Linked DNA regions of Ovis aries: region 1 is linked to region 2. The links are chromatin contacts, called in public Hi-C maps. All regions are on one chromosome and are shown on one strand. Each heading gives the region's core, a stretch centred on a gene start, on an enhancer-like site or on the middle of the called end of the contact. The rest is flanking DNA. Distances are from core to core; before and after follow the strand shown.

The links. Hi-C and Micro-C count contacts between places; a contact is called where the count stands out from the background.
Region 1: a Hi-C map of hypothalamus shows a contact between it and region 2, with 5 times the contacts expected there. The contact joins the enhancer-like site here to the promoter of TGFB2 in region 2. A contact is called at or near these places in 4 of 16 Hi-C or Micro-C datasets (hypothalamus, liver, mesenteric adipose tissue and 1 more).

Annotation. Positions count from the first base shown.
Region 1 is chr12:22,317,280-22,324,211 of ARS-UI_Ramb_v3.0, reverse strand. No RefSeq gene overlaps it. Among named protein-coding and RNA genes, the nearest start is that of SLC30A10, 370 kb to the left of the region's middle. Within about 2 kb of position 3,916, at least 8 of the 54 cell types and tissues checked have an H3K27ac peak or open chromatin away from gene starts, as enhancers often do. A contact at or near this core is called in hypothalamus and tail adipose tissue, where this site is marked.
Region 2 is chr12:21,037,798-21,044,749 of ARS-UI_Ramb_v3.0, reverse strand. It overlaps TGFB2 (transforming growth factor beta 2), which reads right to left and starts at 4,309. Exons shown (of 8, transcript XM_004013602.5): 1 at 3,336-4,309. The coding sequence starts at 3,681.

The DNA of each region.
Region 1 (6,932 bases), core at 2,667-5,166, 1.3 Mb before region 2:
AGCTGGATCAAACTTATGTGCATTGGGTCAGTGATGCCATCCAACCACCTCATCCTCTGTCGTCCCCTTCTCCTCCTGCCTTCAGTCTTTCCCAGCATCAGGGTCATTTCTCCTGAGTCAGTTCTCATCAGGAGGCCAAAGTATTGGAGCTTCAGCTTCTGTATCAGTCCTTCCAGTGAACATTCAGGATTGATATCCTTTAGGACTGACTGGTTGGATCTCTGTTGCTGCCCAAGGGACTCTCAAGAATCTTCTCTAGCACCATAGTTCCAAATCATCACATCTTTGGCATTCAGCCTTCTTTATAGTCCAACTCTCACATCTGTACACGAATATTGGAAAAACCATAGCTTTGACTATAGGGACCTTTGTCAGCAAAATGATGTATCTGTTTTTTAATATGTTGTGTAGGTTTGTCATAGCTTTTCTTCCAAGGAGCACAACCTAATCATGAGGAAACACCAGACAAATCCTGACTGAGGGACAGTCTATAAAATACTTGACCAGTACTCTTCAAAACTGTCAAGGTCTTTAAAAATAAGGAAAGTCAGAGAAACTGTCACTGCCAAGAAGAGCCTAAGAAGATATGACAACTAAATGTAATGTGGTATCCTGGATGAGATCCTGAAACAGAAAAAGACTTTAGGGAAAACTAAGGAAATGTGAATCAACAATGGACTTAGTTAATAACACTGTACTAACATTGGTCACAAATTACAGCAAATGTACCATATATTGTATGACACTGGTAATAGGGGAAATTGGGTGTGGGAAGCATGGAAACTCTCTGTGCTGTCTTTTCAATTTTTCTGAAAATCTAAAACCGTTCTAAAAAAAATGAAGGCTATTAAAAAAAATAGAGCCAAGTTCAAATTAGTTAGGAAGCCAGAAAACCATTATTATATCTTGAATGTGTCAGTTCCAGTTGGAAATTTGCCAGCTTTCTGAGTATGATCACACTGACAGCTCTATTAATCTCCTGAGACCAAACTCCTTTTAAATTTAGAAATGGTCATTTTTCCTCCCACCATCTTTTTTTCTTTGCTTTTGGTATTGTAATCTTGAGGTACCCTTTAACAGCACACTGATTTTGCAAAGACGGCAATAATTAATAACAATTCTGCATCTGATTTCTTAAACTTGCTTTTAGTTACTTTCCTCCAATAATTTTTATTTTATCAATAATTTGTTCTAATTTTTATTTATTTTTTTGGTCTCTTGGGTGTAAAATTGGAGAGTGGTCTTAGTCTTTTGGAAGGGCAGGTTGCCTCTAATGCAATCCGCAATCTATACCTAACATATTTGAAAAAAATTGTCTGTAATCTCTGCCTAGGTGAAATTTGTTCTTTTAGACAATAATAGGGCAATTACATGATGTCTTACATTTTTGCTACAATGCACATTTTCATCTGGAACAAAATTCGTCAATTGAAAAAACAGAATTGAATAAAAATTAATAATTAGTTTGTTATGTTTTAGATGCTGACCAAAGTCCCATCCAAAAAAAGCCTTTGGCTTTGGTTTCTCAGCATGTGGCTGTGACTCAACTGTTCTCCTTTGATCTCCTCCCCTTTAGTACTTTGTTTCTCTGGGAGAAAAAAAATGCTTGACAATATTGGCTTGCATGAGGTTGAGTCTTTTTTTAACCATCTATTTTCACTACACCTGTAAATGACAGCTTCGAGCTTGCTTGGCTTTTCCAGGGTGTGTAAACATTGTAAAATAAAAAAAAATACTGAATTCAAGTGCAACACCCAGTGTGAACCCCACGCCCCCCACTCTTGAACTGTATAACCCTAGTCAGGAGATTTCACCACTTCAAACCTTGATTCCTTCACTTGCAAAATGGTGACTGTGCCCTCTTTCTCACCCACTTTCCATATTTGGATGAGAGGAACAAATAAGGTAAGGGATGAGAACATTTTGTGTAAAGCACAAGGCACGAAATAATCTGAACTAGAAATGTTTTCGGTGATGAATGCCTTACTTTTTTTAAACTCATCTAAACACTTCTATCTGCTATGCCCCAGCTTTTATTTCAGCTTCCCAATCACTGTTGGCCTTTCTCAAACCTCCACCTTGTTTTTCCTTTTAGACTTTCTTTTCCCTGTTTATTTCCCTGCCCATTTATTCTGTCCATTCTGCAGACACAGTAAGGACATTTCGTTCTGGGTTTAGATTTAATTTCACCTTTCTGAGCTCCAGCTTCCTTATTCATCAAATGGGGATGATAATAAAGCAATAAAAAAAAACACTGGATTGTTTGGGGGATTAACTGAGATAATACATTGGAGGTGATAGTTTCATAGGAAACTCACATAGGAACTCAGCAAGTATTTGTAGAATGAATACATTTCCTTCAGTGGGTTTCCAGGTTCATTGGAACCTGGAACTCTGGGCAGCTTGTTGTCCTGGGTCTGATTGTGAACCTGGCTCTTTACCAACTAAAAAGGGCCCACGAACAGAGCCTACAACTGTGAGGTGCCATGCTATGCCTGTATGCTCTGTCGTATCTGACTCTTTGCAACCGCACAGAGGATTTTCCAGGCAAGAATATTGGAGCGGTTTCCATTTCCTCCTCCGGAGAATCTTCCCGACCCAGGGATTGAACCTGTGTCTCTTGCACTGGCAGGCTGATTCTTTACCACTGAGCGACCTTGGAAACTTAAGAAAGGAATTAGGAATGGTGAAGAAACATTTTCTGAGTGTGTGATACAAACCAAACACTAGACTCGGTCCTCCCAACCTGTTACTTTCAGGCCTGTCCTTGGCATCTCAGCCCTCAATTCTATCTTGCCTGGATTGTTTCTTTGATTTTCTCATGCTTTTTCTCTAACTCCTTACCTACAGGAATATGGGAGCAGGTCTTTCAGGCTGTTGTGATGTTTTTCCCGGAAGCCCTCTACTAAGGCAAAGCACAGAGCACTTATAAGGGTCTTGTAAACCCTTGAGGACATGGGGAGTATGCTCAGCCCATGCATATAATTCAGTGCTCTGATTCTGTGGAGTCCATCTGTACTCTCTTGGGGCAATGTGATCTCCAAATGTTGATGCTTCCTTTTAAGAATCTATTCATGGTGGGGGAAATCTCTGGGGCTCCTAGGAAATTCTTCTGGGGGGAAGACTCTTCAATATGGGCTCTTTTCACTAGTTCTGCCTTGTTTGGGGTGAGAGGAAGATCTCTTGTTCACTGTGCTCTTTAGACGCCTCATATGTGAAGGTGGAAGCTTTACTCTCCATCTCACTACAGCTCGGCGACGCACGCCTTTGGTCAATTCTTAGCCTCTAACATCTTTTCATATTGCCAAAGTTAATGGGCACCCGTGTGACTATTTTTAGATTTTCTTGAGGTGAGGAGCCTCTGTGGCATGCATCACTACCTGCGTGGTATTTGTGTTACGTGTATGTTTAATTTATTTCTCTGGAAAACTCCATGCTTATCCAACCAGGAACAATAAATCTCTTCCCAATGTCATAGTTTGGGTTAAGTTCAGGGCTATGAGACTCTAAGGACTGTGTTAGCTCCATCAGACTCTGTGTTTGTTGCTTCTGTGCCATCCCAGCCAGGAGTGCAGTGTAACTTAAAAATGTACCCTGCCTTTCAATGTTGTCTTGGTTTTTCTGGCCACATCTTTGATACTCTGGGAAGTGATAGGGAGCAATAAATAGCTCACATCAACCTCTTGGGCAGTATTTGAATGGGCAAAGCATGAGGTAGTCTGACAAGGCTAATTCCAAAAAGGATGAGATCCAGAGATACCTGGAAAAGAACTTTTAGAAGTATTTCTGAACTAGATTGCAAAGCTCACGATTCACTAAGCCAAAAATCATGTTTTCTTTAAACAGACTGTCAAACCATCCAATAGCCAAAAGGTGGCACTCCTCATCCACTATTCATTTCCTTCCAAAGTGAAACCATCGCTATGTGTTCCTGTTCCTTCTATTAGTCGTTTCATAATAAAATGTTATACCTCCATCCTCTCCTGGTAGAACATAGCAATAAAACAGATCTTATTATTTGGGTTGATCTGTGTGTTGATATATGCCAGTCCTTATCCCTCTGGGTGGACAATGCATAAACTGTTTGTATTTTCAGTAGACTTGGCTTATAGTTCTGCGTGTATCATAGACTATGCCATATAACTGAGCACCTTTATTATAAAATCATCCCTGACCAGATCCAACATTTTAATTTGTCTCTAGAGTTTGTCTCTCTCAGTTTCATAAACCGTGAAAACACAGCTGGAGCAATTTACAGACTGTGGAAAAACTCTTGAGTCTTTTTGCTGAAGTACTAATTCAAGGATCATGCTTTGTTATTTCCTGTTTCATTGTTGTTTCTAAAACTAGTTAATGGGCAATGGGCTGTTTCAAATTTGCCTGGCCCCACCATGCTGCCGCATGCACCTCCTGTCAGGGCTCAGCATGAACTGGGTCCATGCGTGACAGCAAAATGGTACTGATGGGAGAATGAATTCGAGAACACATCGCTGAGCCTGGAATCAGAGCAACAATCTGAAAAGATCTAGGTTAGTATTCTTGAGTTATATGAATGTGAGGCCTGAGGCTTTAAAAAAATCAAATCCCACTCTGTTATAACTTTCCACCAACCCCAAATATTTTTCAGATACAATGTCAGAATCGGCACTGGTCTAGTGTCACTACAGAGGAAGGGAAACTTTCACAGCTTCCTGACTCATGGATCATTAGCAGCAAAGACATAGAATGTGATGGAGAGCAGTGTGTCAGCTGAGGGGACAAGTATTAAGCAAGAAGATTAACTCCAGGAATGCCACAATAACCTAGATTTTGGAAATGTAGAAACTTCAGTCATTTTGAACACAGACACAAAATTGTGTATAAGTTAGAAGAGATTCTGAGTGGCATGGAAGACTGTTATCATGAAATCCAAGCACTGTAGGAATGAAGCCTGTAAGAGTTTTAGGACCTGGCATAATACAGGGTGGAATTCCCTGGTGGCTCAGCGGTAAAGAATCCACCTGCAAATGCAGGAGACACGAGTTTGAGTCCTAGATGGCGAAGGTCCCCTGGAGAAGGAAATGACAACCCACTCCAGTATTTTGCTTGGGAAATCCCAAGGACAGAGGAGCCTGGGAGGTCATGGTCCATGGAGTCACAAAGAATCAGACATGACTTAGCGACTAAACAGCACAGCAACAAAGATGCAAGGCAGGTGCTCAATAAATATTTATGAAATAGATGGATGATGAGTGGAGAAAGGCAGAGCCCTGAGTGAGGCAGGCTTACTGGATTCAATGTGATGAGAGGATGAAGGGATGTTATGAACAGACCATCCAGCTTAGGAAAAAATGGCCTTGCACTGCTCAAGAATCTCTAAAGTCGTCACCACGATAGCATGATTCAATGATGGAGGCTTTCCATGTAAACTCTACTTGTTGACAAAACACGGAATTACATTTAGAACGTCCTATTCCTTAAGATGTACGTGCTAAGAATGGTTAAGATTCAAAACAACTTATGCTGTTAAAAGGACAAAGCCTGAATTATTTACTTTGAACATTTACTACTGGTCAAGAACTGAACCTGATTCTATAATATAGCGGTAAACAAGTTATCTGAAATGTCCACTTAGATCACATATTTTGAACTTTTATGGTGTCCAAAAAAGGGACATTATAATACACTTTATTTTATATATATATATATATAAAGTACAAGTGCTTTTGAGCAGAACTGATCCAGAAGACTTATAGCTCTAGTCCAAGCCCTCTGTAAAGCAGAGATTAGAAGAAAATAATCAGTGTTACATCATTTGATTTTAATTTTTTAAAAAATGGTTGATTTATAGCACTGTGTTAGTTTTAGGCATACAGTAAAGTGATTCAGTTAAACATATATACATATATCTTTAAAAAATTCTTTTCCACTATAGATTATTACAAAATATTGACTATCATTGCTTGTGCGGTACAGAAGAATCTTGTTGCTTATCTGTTTTAGATATAGTAGTCTGTATCTGTTAATCCCAACCCCCTACTTTATTGCTGCACTGCATCACTGCTGCCTCTTTGTTAACCATAAGATTATTTTCTATGTCTGAGAGTTTATTTCTGTTTTATAAACAAGTTCATTTGTATCATTTTTTTAGACCTCACAAATAAGTGATATCGTATTGTAATCATCTGCGTCTTTCTGACTTATTCACTTCATATGCTAATCTCTAGGCCCACCTATGGTGCTGCATATGGCATGATTTCATTCTTTTTCATGACTGAGTAATATTCCATTGTGTGTGTGTATATATACACACCATAGCTTCTTTCTCTGTTCCTCTGTCAATGGACACTTAGATAACTTCCATGTCTTGACTATTATAAATAGTGCTTCAAGTTTGATCTATTATGTGGATTTTTCCTATATTGACAGCATTTTTTAAAGACTTTCTTAGTGGGTGTGTTACCCACTAAGACAACACAATGAAATTAGGCAAATTACTAAGAAGCCATACCCTTCATCTCTCTTACAGCATAGAAGAATTGTGTTGCAAAAACTATCTTGTTTTTCACTTTAGCTTGTGGTCCCACCAGATACTGTGGCTTCTGATGCTTTCAAGGTTGTGGTGGAAAATCTCAGGCTACTTGGGTGTAGAGGATGAAGTGCCATTGACTGAAATAAAGAAATGAGGTGACTTTAGTTCTCCTAACCCAAAATATTTCCTCACCAAGGTCTAGGAAGTGTTTCTGGAAAGGTTCATCGTTAGGTTGGAATGAGAGTTTAGTAGTTTGTTTCATCTCTTTAAATATGTGGGAACAAGATAATCCAATCGTGTTCTCATTTTATTCTTCAGGAAGTGCTCAGCCACCAGCTTCCCCAGTCATTTGAGCAAGACTCTTACCACATTTGTAGTGTTTTTTGTTGTTACATTCCTATTGACTTCTAGAGATAAAATT
Region 2 (6,952 bases), core at 3,060-5,559:
CAGTAACATCACCATAATAAGAACCACAACACCTGCCTGAAATTTGTTACATGGGAAAGAGAGGAGAAAGAAAGAAAGAAAAAAGTTTTGTCTCGTCCTTTTTCCTTTTTTGACTGTCCAAGTGTCTACATACTTCAATTGTTAATCATTTGGATTCTTACTCCATTAAGTGGAATTACTCTTTCTAAATTTCTAAAGCCTAGTACAGTGTCTTTGGAATAGATGTGCCTTGAAGTTCCAGTGGATTGTCAAAGGATGAGAAGTCTACTAATTCCCACTGGGTAAAGTGTGGGTAAACCATAGTATAACTCCACTTTGAGCCTTAAACTAACAGCATGTGAAAAGATCAATACAAATAAATTCAAAACTAATCAAACCCCTTCTTCAAATGTTGACACAGTATTATTTATAGCCTATAAATACCTTCTTGACTAAAATTCATCCTAGGAGATTGGCACCTGGCCAGTTCTATTCATATTTACTGTATTTATATAGTACACTGGTCCAAGGATAATATTTAAGACAAAATATGCTTCAAGGCATATGCAATATCTCTTATATTTTTACTTTTAAAACTCTGCATTGCTAAAAATATTCGTCTGAACTGTATCAAATGTTCTGCAAAGGACTATCAAGAATCTGTAATGATATATAGCTCATTGAGTATAATTAGAGCATATTTGTAATATTTGAGTTGAAGTCATTCCCTGAATGCTAATAAGTTGGTGGTAAAAAATGAACCAGTGATCTTTCCCATGCCTCCATCCCTGGAGCTTGTGACCCTCCTCGGATTTCCTTTGAGAAATGACAGGCACACTCCCTCTCCACAGCAGCTTCAGAGAGGGCCGAGTTAAAAGTTAGGCGGAACAGTCCTAAAGGGGGAGACTTGGTATATAAGCCAATGCTGTCCTTTCAATTTGCCCTTTAAAAAATATGGTGGAGTGATTTTTTTCTCTTTTCTTCCTTTTTTTTTTTTGGAAGGGTTCTCTATATTCCAGTATAACCAGAAAGTGCTGGAAAATCAGTTAACCTACTTTCTATAAAATTATGCACAGTCCTAGCACAGTAGTATCAAATCTGCTATTAATAAGACTTTCTGCTCCTAATCTTCCTTTCAGGCTTTAAGAAGCCTGCATTCTTTGTAGGAAAACTGATAGTGTATATTTTATCCTGTGCTGATCAGAGATTTTCAATTTCTTTGGTAGCTAGGAATGGAAACAGAAGGGAATCCACACACCCATCTTTAATGCCAACCTCTGAAATCCTAATAATCTGAGAATTTTCCCAGTTTGGTGATGATTATGATCCCGAGTTGGGTTCACCTCAATTCTTGAGACTGCAGAGGGTTTGAAAGAAAGAATACCCTCTTGGATAACTTGCTCTCTCCACACCTATCTCAGGAAGAGATCAGACCTCCTCTGTGTTATGAAAATACCAGCAGTTCATTAATGCTGTTGCAGGTAAACACTGAAGGGTTGCCTTGTTCTGATTCTACATAACGTAACTGCCTGCCTACCCAAATTCCAGTAGAACGTCGCACGTGCTAGAGAAAGCAAACTGACTCAACTCCCTGTTGGATCTCAAAGATTTTGGACTAAATTACAATGAACTTTCTTTCCTAATATCTCCAGGGCTCCACCCCAGGTAGAAAGCTTTCCTTCCTCCCACCCCTCTTACCCCCCTCCCCTCGCCCCGCATTACCAAGATGGAGTGTATATAATCACCACTGTGGTGAATGGTGCCATAATTACAATAATAAAATCGACCCCCTTGCCAGGATCTCCTATCTCAGCTCTGCTCTTAAACAAGAGATGATCCTGCAGCAAAACAGAGGTCGCCAGGAAGACTGGGGTTGTATACGTCAGCCGATATTCTGAGACCATACAAGACATGGCAAGTCCCGGAACTACGACTTGTCAAACTAAATATAAATATTCAAAAAGAAAAGCACCACTCTGCAATTAGAACCTCTAGGATAAAATTACCAAGATGGCCATATTATCTCTGTAGGCAAGACACAGAGACTGTAAAGGCAGCCAGAGAGTATATAGGGCATGAAAAGGGGCGGAGAGAAATGGGCAACCAATGAAAAGTGTACGACTTGGGATTTGGAATACGCGAAAGTCGGAGCTTTTTTTTTTTTCTTTCTTTCTTTTTCTTCTTCCTGGTATTTAACCCTCTCAGGTATCAATATATGCTGCTTCTTTGCTTCTTCTTTTTTTATTTTAAGAATTTGGAAATCATTCTAAGCTAACTGCTCTTTTCCCTTCCCCCCAAGGAGCTCCAACAATAAATCATTTCACTTCCACGGCTACTGTATGCCAGCTGGTTTTGAGGACACTGCCCTCAGAGAAGCCAGTTTAAAAAAAAAAAAAAATCGGCTGTCTTCTACGCTGAGATTCAGGAATGCAACGAAGTGACTGCAGGAAGCCTATGAAAGGGCAGGGAACACCCGGCTCCAGAGTGAGAAAGATAAAACGATAAACGCCTAAGAAAAGGGATTTGCTACACCGGCGATTTTAAGAAGGCAGGTTTGAGAGGATTCTGGAAAAAAAAAAAAAAATGAAGGAAAAACTCTTTTAAACGTAGGCAGAAACGAAGCTGTCTTCTCTACCATTCCAGGTGAAATCAAAAGGGGACGTGGTTACAAGATCTCGCCTTGGCGGGGACAGGGGGATGTAAACACCCCGACGAGGTCAGAGATTCACGAATTGAGGGGCTGGAGGTAGGTTTTTGGAGGGGTCGCCAGATCGGGTTTCGTCTTGGCGATGCTGACATTTTTCGGGGAGTTAGAGACAATAGGGAAGGCTTGCGGAATCAGCTGATAGGTCGGCACGGAATGGGGCGCCTTCCGGTGAGGCTCGTTTTGAGCCACTTTTTTTTTTTTTTTTAACCCTTCGTGCCCCAGTTCGGCGGGCTCCAGGCCAATCGGAGCAAAGAAAACAAACCCACTGAGGTTTCCCGGTTTAACTCGGCCCCGGGGAGTGCCTGGAGTTTGACAGAGGAGGGCTGACTCCTAGCCGGTGGCCGAGTCGAGGATTTCAGGGAAGAGGAAAAAAAAGAGAGCGAGAATAACGCCTTATAAAGGACGGGGGCGTTATGGGGGGAGGGGGGGAGAGGAAGAAATGGAGAAAATAAAGTCGCAAGTCCACGTTTTAAAGCCTAATGTTCTCAAGCACACAACTGGCAAGGAGGTGGGTGGGACGGAGGACCGGAGAAGGGGAAGGAGCGAGCCGGGGACCCCAGAGGGCAGGGCTATCCCTGGAGTGGCTGCGGTTCTGGAAGCCTCGGGCAGCGCTAAGCCCCGGGGAATGGAAGCGAGGAGCGGTACTTACTTTCCGAGGGTAAGAAGGACGGCATGTCTATTTTGTAAACCTCCTTGGCGTAGTATTCCTCGTCGCTCCGCTCGCGCTCACAGGCGGCCGCCCTCCGGCTCGCCTTCTCCTGGAGCAAGTCCCTGGTGCTGTTGTAGATGGAGATCACCTCCGGGGGGACCTCCTCGGGTTCGGGGTAGTCTTCTGGGGGGCTGGTGAGCTTCAGCTTGCTCAGGATCTGCCCGCGGATCGCCTCGATCCTCTTGCGCATGAACTGGTCCATGTCGAGCGTGCTGCAGGTAGACAGGCTGAGCGCGACCGTGACCAGATGCAGGAGCAGAAACGCGCTCAACACACAGTAGTGCATTTTTTTAAAGGTGGAAAAAAAATTTTTTTTCTTTTAAGCAAAAAGTAAGAAAGAAAGAAAAAAAAAAAAAACCCTAGCAACTCTCAAAGTACAGATCAGGTAGGTTTTTTTTTAATGCGAAACTTTTGCAAACAATCGAGAGTCAATGTCCGAGAGAAAAAGGTATCTTGCTTGAATTCCTTTCAAAAGAAAAGGCAACGTCGTTCCCCAAGTGGAAATATTAATACACGACGGGCAGGGGGAACCTGCACTTGAGGGAGTCGGCAAAAGTTTTCTTGGAGCGACGAGATGGAGGGGAGGGGGGGGCGGAAAAAAGAGACGAGTGGCTATTAGGCAGAAATAAATTTAGCAGGAGGAAACGGAGTTCAGTGTGTCAGTTTCGGGTGCGGAGTGGCGAATCTGAACTCGGCTCCTCCGGCCAAAAGGGAAGAGATGAAAAGGTCCCGGGGCTGGCAGCGGGCGCGTCGGCGGGAGGGGCGCGGGCCGCGCTGTCAGGGGGGCGGCCGAGGCCGGCCGGCTCCAATTTATATATTTCAAGAAGGAGCGGCGCGGCGCGGCCCTGCCTTCCACTGCAGCGCTGAGAGCAGGAGCGGCAGCAGCTCCGGAGCGGAGGAGCGCACACGTGTGTGAGTGTGTGTGTGAGTGCGCGTGTGAGTGTGTGTGGTGTGAGTGTGGGCGCGCGCGCGCCCGGGTGCGCGCGCTGGGGGCGAGCCCGGCCCGCGGCGGGGAGGCGGGAGAGCTTCGCTCGGCGCCCGGGACTCGGCCGGGTCCGGCGCGGGCCGCGGAGGCCGCGCAGGGAGGCGGCGAGGATCCTGCTCCCGGAGCTGCGCGCGGGGGCCGACTCCCCGGCCGGCGCGCCGACCCGCCCGCTCACTCCACGTTGCCGCCGCCGCCGCCGCTGGCGAACGCGTCCGGCCTCCAGCTCCCTCCTTCTGCTCCTCCTTCTGCTCTCGCTCCAAACGCCAACCCGGCAACAGGCGAGCGGCGGCCGCCGCCGTGGCTCTCGCCGCCCGCGGACCGCAGCTGCAGGCTGGCGACGCGCTGGCGGGGGAGTTTTATTCCTAGGAGGGTGGCGAAGGGGTTCCCTCGGACTCCCACGCCGACCCACCCTCGCCTGGTTTCTCTCCCACGTGGGCTTTTCTCGCTTAGGGCAGCAGGCACTTGGCAGCCCGCAGAAGGTCCTCTCCTGCTTTCTCCTTTCTGCAGCCGGGCAGCCCCCCTCGGTTTGCTCCCGAATGGCTCCCTAGACCGTTATCCTAGCTCTCCATCCCTCTCCCCGGGCCTCCTTCACTTGCGGGCTCTCCCTTCCCGGTGTGTCTCTTCCTTTCCGCCTCTCTCTCGGTCCCTCTATATCTATCTGGCTGACCTCTCTCTCTCCCTGTCTCTCTCTCTCTCTCGTCGGGAGCTTCTGGAGCTCCCCTCAGAGCGAACCTTCTGCTGGCAGCAGATAACATCACGATCCTGCCTGGGAGGAGAGATTTATAAGTTCTCCCCGAACCACGTGTTTGCCTTCAACAAAGTGACGTGCTAGGATTACAGTCAGGAGTCCTCTCGTTTACTTAGACCACGAGCTCTCCCTGAACCGTTGAGGGGGTGTGGAAATGAGGGTGGCTGAGGGGCAGGGAGAGAGGAGGTGCAGTGTGCGCCCTGACAACAGTGATTTATGGTATTTACTTTATATAGTCATTTTGGACCCGTCTGGTGAAGGACAGGCGATCAAGCCTCCCATTTTTACTTCGTGTGGCTTGTTCACGGCTTCCCAGATGGGATCACTTGCTCTAGAAGCAAGTCTTCCCATATTGTACACACACACACACCCCGCACACTTAGGCAAATGAGCATCAAACAGTTGACTCTGGGCCAGGCCAGCCCCTGAGATAGGTCATCCAAGCTCCACCCTCTTTGTTGTTGTTCAGCCACTGAGTCATGTTCCACTCTTTGCGACCCCATGGACTGCAGCTGCCAGGCTTCCCTGTCCTTCTCTATCTCCCGGAGTTTGCCCAAATTCATGTTCACTGAGTCGGTGATGCCATCTAATTTCTCATCCTCTGCCACCTTATTCTCCTTTTGCCTTCAGTCTTGCCCAGCACCAGGATCTTCTAGTGGAGTCATTTTCTGAGATTCCACAGCACCTGTGCTGGTACCTCTGTCCTACAGCTTATTACGGTTTGTTGTTCACAGCCTGGTTCTGCACTTGAAACAGAACTTTGTCTTGTGCACCCAGAGAATGAATTGCCTTTACTTTGCTGTTTGAATGGATGGATATCCTCTTAATTTGCTGCCGAAGGCTTTCTCTTCACCCTCTTCCCCAGCTAGACCTGAGTGACCAACTTCATTTTTTTCCACCACATATATCCAGGAAGCTGGGATTTTAAGTGTTTGATGTCTGTTTTACACTACTCATAACTTGACATTTTCTATTTCAACCTAGTCCAAATGAGGTGAATAAAAATAATGCTTGCCCCTGTTCCCTTTTCCCTTTTTCTTTTACCTTTACTCAAAAAACATTTTCACCATGACTGTAGCCATACCAACTAGACAGATGATTTAAACTGCAAACTGTTGAGTTTTCCCCCCCGACTCAAAGCCACTATATCCTTCTGTAGTTTAGATGTTCCTTTTATTACAGAAAGGTCACAAGGAAATTTCTCTAACTTTTGGAATTTAAACTTTCCATGTGTATGGGGTCTATATCATTAGTAAGTAGAGAGTTAAATAGCTGTTAACAGTAGGAGACACATTTTACGCTTAGTAATGTGCTGTGCTGTGCTGAGTCACTCAGTCGTGTCTGACTCTTTGCGACCCCATGGACTACAGCCCTCCAGGCTCCTCTGTCCATGGGATTCTCCAGGCAAGAAACTGGAGTGGGTTGTCATGCCCTCCTCCAGGGGATCTTCCCTACCCAGGGATTGAACACAGGTCTCCTGCATTGCAGGCGGATTCTTTACTGTCTGATCCACTAGGGAAGCCGGTAGGTCCTTAAATGTATATGTTCATTTAATCTTCACAATGACACTCAAGTATTTTTATTATCATCTCTATTTTGCCGATGAAGAGATTGTGGTACAGAGAGGCTAAGTACTTTATTCAAGTAAGAAGCAGAGCTGGAATTTGTGAACAGAATCCATTTCCATGTTCTCACTCACTATGTATTTCTCAGAAGCACTGGTTCCAGAACATGTCTGATAAACAAGGATTCTGTGGTGAAGTGAAGTTTAGGAAATACTGGGCACTGTTGCTTTCTCACTGGTTCATATTTCCCACCATGTTA